Linked DNA regions of Columba livia: all the other regions are linked to region 1. A link is a contact called in public Hi-C data. All regions are on one chromosome and are shown on one strand. Each heading gives the region's core, a stretch centred on a gene start, on an enhancer-like site or on the middle of the called end of the contact. The rest is flanking DNA. Distances are from core to core; before and after follow the strand shown. Region 1 holds the start of TRIB1 (tribbles pseudokinase 1). Region 2 overlaps NSMCE2 (NSE2 (MMS21) homolog, SMC5-SMC6 complex SUMO ligase). Region 3 has its middle 65 kb from the start of TRIB1.

Region 1 (3,931 bases), core at 418-2,917:
CGTAACCCTGACCAGCAGGGAATTTCAGCGAGGAGACCCCTCCGGGCACCCCTCTCCCAGCCACGGCTCTGCCATGGGGCAGCTCTCCTGGGGACGAGGAGGGACCAGAGCTCCAGCTCCTCACACCTCCTGCTCCCTCCGACCAGCCGTTCCCACTCCCTGGGCCAGCGCCTCGGCCCCCCTCCTCTCCCTGCCCTTTATCCATTTTACACTGAATGAGTGGCACACATGACATCTTCTGGTGCTAATGAGCATCCAAACTATCGTCCCTTTGTCTACCAGAGGGTTGCACTGAACTTCTGCTGAATGAGAGGAAGCTCCCGGAGAGCTTCCTCCCTTTCGTCAGTTGAGATCAAGCTAAGAGTCAGTTCATACCGGTTAGATCCATGACCTACTACGCACACGTGATGGGGACCTACTCAGATCACTCGCAGGTGATGCCTGGCTGACACAGGCGTTTCCACTCCCTGGGACACTTTTTGCATCTCTGGCTGTGGCATTCCTCCCTCCCCACTCACCCCAGGGCTGGCTGGTGACAGCCACTTACCTTTCTTCATTAGAGAAGACAAATTTCCTGAGCTTGAGGTCACCAAGTACGATGGCCGACTGGTGGCAGTGAGCTACAGCAGAGACGATCTGCTTGAACAGCCCAGCAGCCTCCTCTTCCCTCAGCCTCTTGCAGCTCCTCACGTAGGAGTGCATGTCCCCAAAGTCCTTTTCAAAGAACACATAGGCCTTGGTGTCCCCGAGGATGACTTCAACCACCCCAGTGATGTTTCTGTGTGACGGCAGCTGAATGTAAGGCCGGATCTTGTCCTGGTAGTGTTTGAGGGGGAACACCTGTAAAGAGGAAATTAAGCCAAAATTCATTCTCAAGGGCGTTGAAAGCAGCGGCTCGCGTAGCAACTCTCCCCAAACAATGACGAGGGAGCTGGAGGGGAGCCAGGGCTCGGCAGGAACGCCGTTCAAAGCGGTTACCGAGACCCTTCCTGTTCATTTTTATATTGAAAGAAGTGGGGGGAAATAAAACAAACCACCATCTCAAAGCCTTTTGGGGAAGATACTCCGAGGTAACCCGGAGTCACAGCTTACTTCCAGCCCATGTAAATCCCCACGGGCAGCAGGCGGGCGTTTCTAACCGGGGAGCAGCAGGCGGATGTGTTGCCAGGTTCTCCCCCCGGGAGGATCCCCCCACCCCAGCCCATCCGCGGGGCTCGTTGCTCACCTTGCAGCGCAGCTCCCGCCCGGAGCTGACGCTCAGCGCCCGGGACACCTGCTCCCGCTCGGCCAGCGGCAGCAGCAGGTACGAGGCGATCAGGCTGGGACCCGCCGCTCCCCCGCCGGCGGGAGACACGGGGGGACAAGGCGATCCGGGGGCGCTCAGGCAATCCGGGGGTCCGCAATCGGCGAGGCGAGGGCACTTGGCGGCCGGTGCTTCTTCGGCGGGGCCGTCGTGGAGAGGCTGGAGCCGCTTGGCCGGGGCGCTGCGGCAGCGGGCGGCCGGCAGGAGGGACGCGGGGCGGCTCATGGAGGGGAGCGGGAGCGGGCGCGGAGCTCAGAGGCGGGCGGTGCGCGCTTGGCGCATCCCTTCGCTCCCTCACCTCGGGCCGTGTCCACCATCTGCTGCCGACTCCGCGCTAAAGTAGTTGGAGGCTTTTAAAAAAAAAAAAAAAAAAAAAAAGGCAAAAAAAATGAATGTGAGGCTCCTCCTCCCGGGTCTGACGCACGGGGAAATGGGAGGAGGGAGGATCGGACACTCCTGCGCCGCTCCGCCCGCTGCTCTCCGCGTCCCGGGTGCCAGCGGGTCGCGCAGACCGGTCCCCAGCCCCTCGCCGGGCTTTGTGACCCGCTGGGACCGGGGGCGCGGCGGGACCCCCCCCCGCTGTGGTTCTCCAGCAAGGACATCCCATGTCCGACTCACACGCTTGGGGATAGCAGCGCTGGGGGGGTCACCCCTTGATTTAGGGGTTCGCCCTCTGCACGCCCAGCGCGCTGGCAGAACCTTCAAGGCTCCACCGCCCGCTTGTAAGCACGAAGAGACGGGCAGGGAGCGTTTTCTGGCAAATCTAATACACAAGAAAGTCACCGGCACCGAAGGATGAGCGTCTCTTCTGCAAGGGCAGCCCTGGAAATGGCAGCAGCAGGTTTATCAATGACCAGCGTGTGCTGCTGCGAAACGGTGCCAGAAATTTCGAATGCCGCCGTAGTGCTTTCCAGACAGCATCGCCTCTGTGATGAGTAAAAAACTAAAAGTTGAGCCAGGCTAATTGCAAAGAGAAAGCAAGTCCAGCTCGATTCCCAGAAGCTTCTGCTTTATGCATTTGCCACACTTCTCCCCAGCTCTAATTCTTGTCACTAATCACTAAATAATGAGTGTTTATCCCAAGGTTTGCGTCACGAAGCTGTTGTGCGTTTACCGCTGTTCATTCATGAGCGTGGACTTAACGTGCACCAGCAGAAAACCTTTGCGTTGGGTGTTTCCCATGTTAAAAGTACCTGCTCTCTGAAAAAGGAACAGCGTGGAGAGCGAGCAGCAGCGCAGTGACCTGCGAGGAGCAGAGAATCCAGCCCAACAGCCACCATCGGACTCACAAGTGTGGGTTTAAAAGAATAGTAAACAGATTTGCAGCCAGGACTGTGAGTAAACAGAAGAAAAATGAGAGAAAAGCAGACAACAAATCATCCCTGGAAAAAAAATGCAGACTGCTGTAGTTTTGACCAGAGTTCTTCAGAAGGAAAATCTCCAGCTTTTCTGTTTACATATATGCAAATTTTCGGTAATTCAGTGCTGAGGCTTCACTTATAGCACAGGGAGCCTGCGTTTTGTTATTCTGTAGGATCAGTTCCTATCCCGTTTTGGCTTCCCCGCCCCTGGTCTGTGCAAGTAGCGCAGAGGGACCGGACAGGGCCCCCAGCTCCGGAGCCCGTGATGCCACACGTGCAGGTATTTGCTCAGATTCCTGATAGATAACTGCACGGCAAACCCGTGCATGCCTTCAGCTACTTCTAGTGTATTTTAAGAAACACATGAAACTCTTGTGCGGGATGACTCATAGCATAGCAGTCCCATTAATGCATTTAAACATGAAATGCATATGCCATAAAGGGATATCCCAGGGCCTGCATTTTCCCTTTTTTATTTTTTTTATTTTTTTTTTTCCCAGAAATACAATTCTGTAGATTGTTTCCGAGCGATTCACCACAACTCTGAAAGCACATAACTTTATTTCATTCCTCTCATGCGTAAAACACGCAGAAGTATCCATCAGACCTTTGTTTTACTTTTCCTTTCCTGGAAGTTTTATGGTCGGGATGTCACTGCCGGGTGAATGGAGCTGGTAGGATCCTGCACATGTGGGCTGCTCCCTATGCCTGAGATAGTGCCGGGGGTGCCCGTGCTTTTGAGGATGGGCGAAAGGTGTAGACACATCATCGAATTAGTAAAGGACCTACAGAAACATGCTCCTGGGTGTTAATGGTGTATCACGGCATCCCCTGTAGCTCTCTCAGGCTGAGGGTGCACCTGGGGTAAGTCTGGCCCTCGGGACCTCAGCCCCTGCAGATCCCCCCTCAGCTCCTGTGCCAGCTCACTGTCCCCACTGAGGAGAAGGGACCTGCTGAGGATCCTTTTGCACACCCTGTTGGAAGCCATGTCCTTCACCTTCCCAGTCTCCCACCCATTTAACACCTCCTAATAGTCCATGGCCGGTCACCTCGTGTTGTCCCCATGCCACAAGAACCAGCAGAGGTGCTTGGTTGAGGCTACTGGCAGCCAAATAGGGGATGGCACACACTTAAGAAAGGCAAAAGGCCTCTCTCGTCATCCTGTTCCCTCAAAAGCATCTGGGGAGTGAGAGGGGAGCAGAGCACAGAGGTACACAGAGCATTGTGCCCCACAGTCCTGCCACAGGCTCCTGGTGTCTGGGCAGCC
Region 2 (3,931 bases), core at 875-3,374, 110 kb after region 1:
CCCCACTACCACAGCTGCTGGTCTGCTCTGAGATCAGCTGCCCCATTCATTACACGGCTTCCATTTTCCGCAATACGAGAAGAAGGTATTAGCTGACATTACACGGTCCTCAGTCATTGCCAAAGCACTGTTCATCCCACACTCCAACTGGTGCAAGAGTTTGGTGGGAACGTATTAGAAACTGTATCACACTACATGCGTGCTAGGAAGAAAAACTAATAGTTGTACTGGCAGTTTTAGTATTTCATACCTGTCAAAGATCAATCTTTCCAGCTATGTATTGTTTTAGTGTAATATTTGTATATACTAAAAATAATATTTAAGTAAGGATGTAGTTTCAAAACTTTAATAGAAGTGGCAGTTTACCTGATTTACCGTTTCTTCAATTGCCTTCATATAATGCTTAAGTTCTCTGTCCATTGCAGCATATTGTAACATGACATTTTCCATGCTGTTAACATCCTCCACATCATCTGCAGAACAAAATATTTTGTACATGGATGATCAGCTGTATTATTTTCAAGCAGCATTTTTTCTTCACAGATATAAAGACAAATATTAATGTTGTGAATATCTAAAGCATCTGGCAAGGCAAAGCAAAGGTTTTCGAGCTCCACAAACATATACATTTTTCCTATTTTGCAACTGTAAACCTTGACATTTCTTGGGTAACTTGAACAAACAGCTTACTCAGAAAAACACTTCCCTGGTTTCATGTGAACAAGAGAGAGTGTGTGTAATTTCATCTACCAACACCTAGTCATTAGGCAATCAAGATATTTTCTGCAAAAGTTATATTTCGTGACTCATCACATTGCCTCAGAAATAGTCAGAAGAAACTTAAATGCCCTCTCAGTACAGTATAGTTCAGAGTTATAATTAGACCCCTTATCCCCAATAAGCATAGCTACTGCAAAATCAGAACAGAGCCAGCACTTTATAACACAGGAAATAATGGAAGCCTGAATAGCACTGGCAAATTAAAAAGTAACATTTTAATTGCCAATGAAAATCAATTAATTGTAACGTTGCTGTGCATCTGCTCAGCTGCAGGACTCTTGTAGATGCAATAGGGCTGAGCAGCCCTGCTGTATCTCCTGACACAGGTGCATGTAACACACCAAATACTGCCAGCTGTGGGAGGACAGCCAGCCCTGACTCCGTAACTCATTTAGAAACACAAGAAATTCAGAAATGTGAGTTTCCACTGCTTCTGCTCCCGTTTATTCCCACCCTGCAGTTTCCAGGTGTAAAGAAAACACCTGGAAGCAGCTGGAAGCCATGAAAGAGCCCCAAAGCCTGCCGTGCAGCATTAGGGGTTGCATTTAATGGAGTATTCTTCTTTATAAGCAGTTTAAGTAGCCAATCTGTGCTGTTATTTTTAGGAAGAAAATTGTGGCATAGCTTTTTAAATTACTTTTTTTGTGAAGAAAAGAAAATGTCTTCTGAGCTGGCAAGTAAGTGCACTTCCTAAGTTGCTAACTATATTAGTATTTTACAGCACAAAAATCTGTCTCTGCAGAAAACTAACATAAAGCATTGCATAAAGCCATCTTAGCTTGAGAGCAAAACCTGAAAGTGTTGCTGAAACACAACACTCAGGGATAGAAGCTTCATACCATATGAAACAGTGATGGATCCAGGAAGCAGAAGGAAAAGCGCTAAGATATACTTACACAAAAAAAGTTACATAATAAGCCATACTATTTTGTGAACATGGCAATTACAGTCATGATGTTTCCCTTAATTACATATAGGTTTGGTATGTATCCATTTTTCATTAAGTAGATGAATAAGTATTGCAGACAGAATCTTGGCATTCCAACTTTCTTCTGAATAATCAGCATTTCCCTCTCCTCTTTCCCTTCCCTCCCACCCTGTTTCCATATCCTAGCTGGTAACTATGATCATGCTCTCCTTCCTTCCTGCTAGGAAGCATACGAAGTGCCTCCTTCAAGGCTGACACACATGGCACTCCATGAATCACAGGAAAAGTTTGTGTAGCAAGTAACTGTCATTCTCCTCCCATGGCCAGAATGAATCATATCCACGACATAAAGAAACTACAGTGGTCTAAATCTTTTCTTTTTTTTCCTTAGGGGAAGAGAAGTGCATTGTCAAACACCAAGAGAGCTGTATTAACACTGTCTTTCCTAAAAGTTAAAGAAAGCTTTAGATAAAGAATAGTAATGTTGCCACTTGAGAGACGCATTAAAATAAAGCTCAAAGAGGTGGAACGCAGCTCAGACAAGAGGGACATTATCTGTAACTACATCCTGCCCTACTTTGTTCATGTCCTGAGTGTTCCATCCATCCACAGGCCTGTTGTAGGTCTTGGTGATGTTCACTGCTCTTTTCCTGTTGCTGTTCTTTCATGCACATAAATTATGATACGTATAATAGGAAATTGTTGAATGCGTCACTTAACACATGATCACAGCCTGCCCTTGAAGGCATTATAGACATAAAGATAGATCTGAAGGACTGTATATAGGTCAGTTATTGTCCATCCCCTCTTTCTGCTCTTTGACAGGTAACAGAGTCCATTTTATAACTGCAGTTCCACCTGTAGTCCAAGGTGTTGAGAGCTAAGAAGAAATTTCCCATGTTGTTCCCAGCCACTCATCTCCCTATCTCCTAAACAAGATTTAAAATAAAACTTACATTACAGGCTACCCTGTTTGCCTTAAAAACCTCTCGTTGTCGCACATTACACACTGCCAGAACCCACTGTGCATGGCTCCTCTGCTCCCACCACACTCCTTCCCCTGACGAGCTAAGAGCACTTCTGCCTCTCTCTGGTGAGGAGCAGAGCTTGGGTACAGGTGATGAGAACCTGTGGGTGACTGTATGGGAATGTCAAGTTTTACAGCTCATCAAGGCAGAGATCCCAGCACCTTAAATCTTTCCTTACAACAGACTCCATAGACTAATCAGAACACACCGGTTGACCTGATCTTACTAGGGAACAAGAAATTAGAGAAGACTTCCTCACCACCATCCTACAACTCTCCCAAATCCCACCAACCCATCAGTATAACAATGCTAAAATATCAAGAAGGATCAAAATTTAATACTTATATCATGCTTTTGAAAGGTTCAAAAGGCTTTGTCCATTATCCACTCTTTAAGCCCCACTGCTACTTTTATTTCAGTGTGCGGAAGGCCGCAGAGATTCGTGGTGAAGGGAATCAAGGCACTGTCTCCCTTCCAGCAGACGGTGACCACGTTATCTGCCGAACAGCCTCCAGCCAGACTCCAGCTACAAAGCCAGCTGACTCCCCAAAGTACTCAAATCTTTCACTCTGCAGGCCGACAGCCTAGCTCAACACCAAAATCAAACGCTTCGCAAGTGCTGGATCAGTGCCCTTCTGTTATCTAATCAAAATTTATCCTGATCATGTTTTTCATTCATATCTAAGGAATGCATTCCAGACGCTCTGCATATGCTTTTAGCTACTGCCACAAAATACCATCGAAGCTGCATACTGTAGTTATGTCTCCTTGTTATCTAAGCTAAATATATTGAGTTTAGTAAGCATTTCTCCACAAGTCCTTACCCTCACCACCCAGAGATTATACATTTTGCAATATTACATCTTTTACTCACAGAAAGCCCAGTTCAAGGCCATAATTTTCACGTTCAAAGGCCCATGTGCATCATGTTAAAATAAGCTGGCTGAACACACACACACTTCATGATTATGAATTCCAGCTCGCATGACTTTATGATCTCTTTTTATAATGGAAACAGGAATATTATTCTGAAAAGTCTCCCTAAATATTAAAGAAGAAAATTACATAAAGAGACTAGCAAGAGTTCAATTTCTCATTTCTAATAAGAGACCAAACTGATCATGCTCAGGTGCCTTACTGCTGATTCAAACTGTAATCAATCAGGGCTGAGTTACATATCATGAATCTCAGTGTT
Region 3 (3,931 bases), core at 692-3,191, 65 kb before region 1:
CAATGATGAATACTCAGCACTCCCTATCCCACAGTGGATTTATTTTCAAGAAGAGATGTAGGGAACCACTTTTCATCTTGAGAAGGGAATTTGGGGCATTACCAAGAAAACAGAGCTGCCCTGAGGTGCGCTGAAATTTTGCCTGGGCAGCTCTTCTCCTCAGAAGGAGCATTCGGACATCTCAGGGCTGCTGATGTAATTTGTTGAGCAAACTTGGCTGCGTATCAGAGCTGGTCAGAACATTTTCCACAAAGTGAGATTTCAAAACTGAAGTGTTCTTGTCAAGACATCAGGTTTTGAGAAAGTCTTGTTGGTGTTTTTTTACAAGAGAGTCATGTAATTTACATCCTAGTGGTTAGGACAGTGGCCAGGAGATGAAAGAGCCAGGTGAAACTCCTTTCCTTGCACAACTGAGAAAGAACTGCAATGAAATCTTCTGGCCAGGAAGATGGATGGGGCTTAAACAAGAGACTCTCACACTCCAGGCACTCAGTGCCTTAAAGATAGGGAACAAAAAGCAGTCTGAAACCTTGAAAATTACTGCAAAACAGGGTAGTCATCTTCTAAGTCAGTTCTCCTACATATGCAGCAGGCCTGAGTAAAGTGGTTTCATGCAGGGAACAGTAATTGAAAACAGTCATTGAAGTGGTAAACAAAAACCAGAATGCTAAATTAATGTGCAGTAAGTGACCGTGTAGGTTTTCCTTCAATATTAAGGACTTAAACCCCACAGTGTATTCGCAATAACCCATTCTTGTTTTTAAAACATTTTGTTCCAGATAGCTCAAAACCCTGCTCCCTCCTGGCAACGAGAACAATAGTTTTCTATTGGAAGCTAAGGATAACTTGTTCTAGGGCGAGAAGTTCTGCAAAGTTCAACCAAGTGGCTCACAGGCAAATGGGTTCTGTAGCAAGAATAGTGGGTCAAAACCTTAGTTTTTAACTTCTTCTCTGAAAAAGAGCACCTCCAACAACACAGAGCCCCATAGCAACATGCTCGGGCATTGACTCTGCACTGAGTCAGAGGGAAGAATGCCATTTAATGACTCACCAGCACCACTTATGTTGCATTGTATAGTGCTAAATAATCTAATCTGTCTATCTACTCGAGAGCCTTTAAAGAGTGCTAGTATGCAATGTAAAGAGTTTTCATTGGCATACATGAAAGGCATTAAGAACTGGATCGCACCCCATGGAAAGCTGCCATCATTTCTACTGGGAGTTGGACCAGAGCTTATACATGCAACGCATAGTGTTTGGGAAAGCTTTTGGAAATAAAAAAAAATAAAAACAATTAAAAAAAAAAGGCAACAGCTATCAAAGACAGTGGTTTCTGGACAAAGTCCTGTTCTCAGGTATTCTTCATTATCTGTGCATGCAGATCTCCCTTTGATGTCGATGAGAAACGTGCTGATCAGGGGAGCAGCTCACTGACAGTAAAATCTCCTTTTTCAGAGGAGGGAGAGAAGGACAGTTCGTCCTGTGGCTATCCGGACAGCCACTGAGTTTCCCGGCACTTTCCTGTAGGTGGCACTGCTAAATTTTTTAACAAAAGTGAATTTTATAAACTCTGACTAAGTTCTCAATCATTTAGTAATCTTCTCCGAATGGAAAAGCTAAACCGCACAAGCCATTTCCCTGTCACAGCAGTGTGCCTCGCACGGACACAACAGAGTCTGTGCCTGATCCTGCGTCCATAGAATCATAGAATGTCCTGAGTTAGAAGGGACCCAAAAGGATCATTGAGTCCATCCAGGGGAAGTCCAGGGGAAATAGAAATGTAAGGTCAAAACTTGTATTTATGTAATCAGCTGAATACTTTACTGCTAGGAATTCAGTCCAGATGGAGAGTTCTGGATCTAATTTCCTCCCAGGATTGCAGTTTTAGGATCTCTCCACTTTCAAGGTTATACAGTGATACTTGGATGTGCCAGGGCACTTCCTTGCCTCCAGTATAAAACACAAACTCCTCTTTCAGTTCGTGGCCTGGGTCAAAGAATAACCATACTGCCTATTGTTAGCTTCTACTAGCAACTTCAGTGCCTCAAAGACAGTGCTGTGAGAGTACCACAGGTGTCAAGATGCTCCTTTTCCAGCAGAACCATTTCTCCTCAGCCAACCCTAATGACAAATCCCGATATTTGCAGCAAATTAAAATAGTCAACTGTGGATGAAAATATCAAAGTGGCAGTGAACAAAAAGGGCCATCTGGAGGGCAGAGGGTAAATCCCTCTGGGGACTGTTCATCCTGCATCAACTTTGGGCATCCCATCTCAAACCCCTATGCAACAGAACCACAGTGCATCTCTACATAGTGTACAGTTAATGAGGATGCATTAGAATCACCCTTCAAAACATCTCACCATGCAAGAGTCAAACCCGAATTGTCACTGGGCTGTTTAGCAATGGGCTGGCACTAGAAGGACAGTCCCATGCAAATACAAGTATGTATTAAGTGGTTGACAATACATGCTGGTTTTCCCGCTAACCCAATCTACCTAATATCTGACACATTACCCATCCTGTGAACGATGGGTTACTTTTCTATTCAAATAGTGTAGGTAAATTCATAAGCTTTCAGAGCCCTGAAGAAACCTTTGTTTCAAGAGCAGGAAGTCCCATGAGTCAGACACTATGTTACAAAAGCATCCTTCTCTTGCACCAATTGCAGATCTGTCTCCTTCAGTTTCGTTGGCTCATTTTGTCATCAGACATAAGGAACAGTAATGAGCAGGGACACACAAGCTTTTGGAACCTCCTACCCAGAATACCCTGTTTCTGTCCAGGCTATCAGTCCAGGGAAGCTTCAGGTTTCCCCTCCAGATATGCTGCTTTCCCTACTATGGGGAAGGAAGTCAGGCAGGACTCTGAGCATGCCCAAATTAAAGCTTCTCTGGTGGCCACATGCAAAGAAACATAGATATATAATCATAAGCCAGAGAGAATCATGACTGCCCTCTTTATAACTCTTCTTTTGTTAACAGAGGATCTCTAAAGCCAACTTCTTCTACCAGCACTGAAAGAGAGAAAAAAAATCGCTCTCTTCCTCTATTGCCACTGCACTTGTTTCACAGACACTCAACCCAAGGACACTGCTTGATTTCCAAGGTGAAAGCCCTCAACAAAATGATGCTGATGTATCTTGTAAACTCCCAGTTTTTACTATCATCATGGGATTCCAGTATCTGGAATGAGATTTGACTTATGAGAGATGGCAGCATTAGCAGCTCAAAAGTTCATTCATCCTCAAGAGCATATATATCAGCTGAAATGAGTTTCAAAGGACCATTCACTTGAACTGATTTACAGGTACACCAGCAGACATAGAGACACTTCTTTCAATGACATAATTTTAATAGGCCAGGAGCATTTTTGCTACTGCAGCCAAGATCAGGATATTTTTATTCTGTTTGTCAGAAGGGAAGCTTTGCTTTGCATGCATTTAGCCTCAGGAACAGAGTTTCCTGACAGCATTGCCAAGAGCACATCATTTTTGCAACAGAGGCAACACTGTGAGAATGATGTGCTTCACTGGTCTTGACTGGAGCTCATAAATGCTTTTGCAGCCGTCACACAGGGGATCTGAGCCAAACTGTCCAGTGCAGGTGTGACAAGTGGCCGTGGGAGCCCAGCACTGCCCTTCTGTGTCCCGTGGCAGGAGGTGGCTGTGTCGGGCTGCCCGTGCCTGCCAGCACTGGGGCAGACCAGCCCAGCTCCACCTACAAGAAGACAAAGGTGCTTGCGAGGCTGTATGCACAGCCATCACAAGGGACACTTTGGAAGTGGCTCTGGAAAAGGTGCAAGAATGCTTTACTTGGGAATAATGCATTTTTTCTGCAGCCTCAGGGGTCACAAGCCACAAGCAGACAGCGGAAGTGCCGCCTGGGTGGCTGATGGTGCGGTGCATCATCTCACCAGCAAGTCCCGCTCC

The links. A called contact is a pair of places that touch in the nucleus more often than the background predicts.
Region 2: a contact with region 1 is called in a Hi-C map of liver, with 2.5 times the contacts expected there. The contact joins the enhancer-like site here to the promoter of TRIB1 in region 1. A contact is called at or near these places in 2 of 2 Hi-C or Micro-C datasets (crop and liver).
Region 3: a contact with region 1 is called in a Hi-C map of liver, with 2.4 times the contacts expected there. The contact joins the enhancer-like site here to the promoter of TRIB1 in region 1. A contact is called at or near these places in 2 of 2 Hi-C or Micro-C datasets (crop and liver).

Annotation. Positions count from the first base shown.
Region 1 is chr2:150,801,844-150,805,774 of bColLiv1.pat.W.v2, reverse strand. It overlaps TRIB1 (tribbles pseudokinase 1), which reads right to left and starts at 1,667. Exons shown (of 3, transcript XM_013368575.3): 1 at 1,226-1,667; 2 at 548-840. The coding sequence starts at 1,528.
Region 2 is chr2:150,687,309-150,691,239 of bColLiv1.pat.W.v2, reverse strand. It overlaps NSMCE2 (NSE2 (MMS21) homolog, SMC5-SMC6 complex SUMO ligase), which reads right to left. Exons shown (of 8, transcript XM_065054385.1): 4 at 367-473. Among named protein-coding and RNA genes, the nearest start is that of WASHC5, 28 kb to the right of the region's middle. Within about 2 kb of position 2,124, at least 1 of the 3 cell types and tissues checked has an H3K27ac peak away from gene starts, as active enhancers do.
Region 3 is chr2:150,867,386-150,871,316 of bColLiv1.pat.W.v2, reverse strand. No RefSeq gene overlaps it. Among named protein-coding and RNA genes, the nearest start is that of TRIB1, 65 kb to the right of the region's middle. Within about 2 kb of position 1,941, at least 1 of the 3 cell types and tissues checked has an H3K27ac peak away from gene starts, as active enhancers do.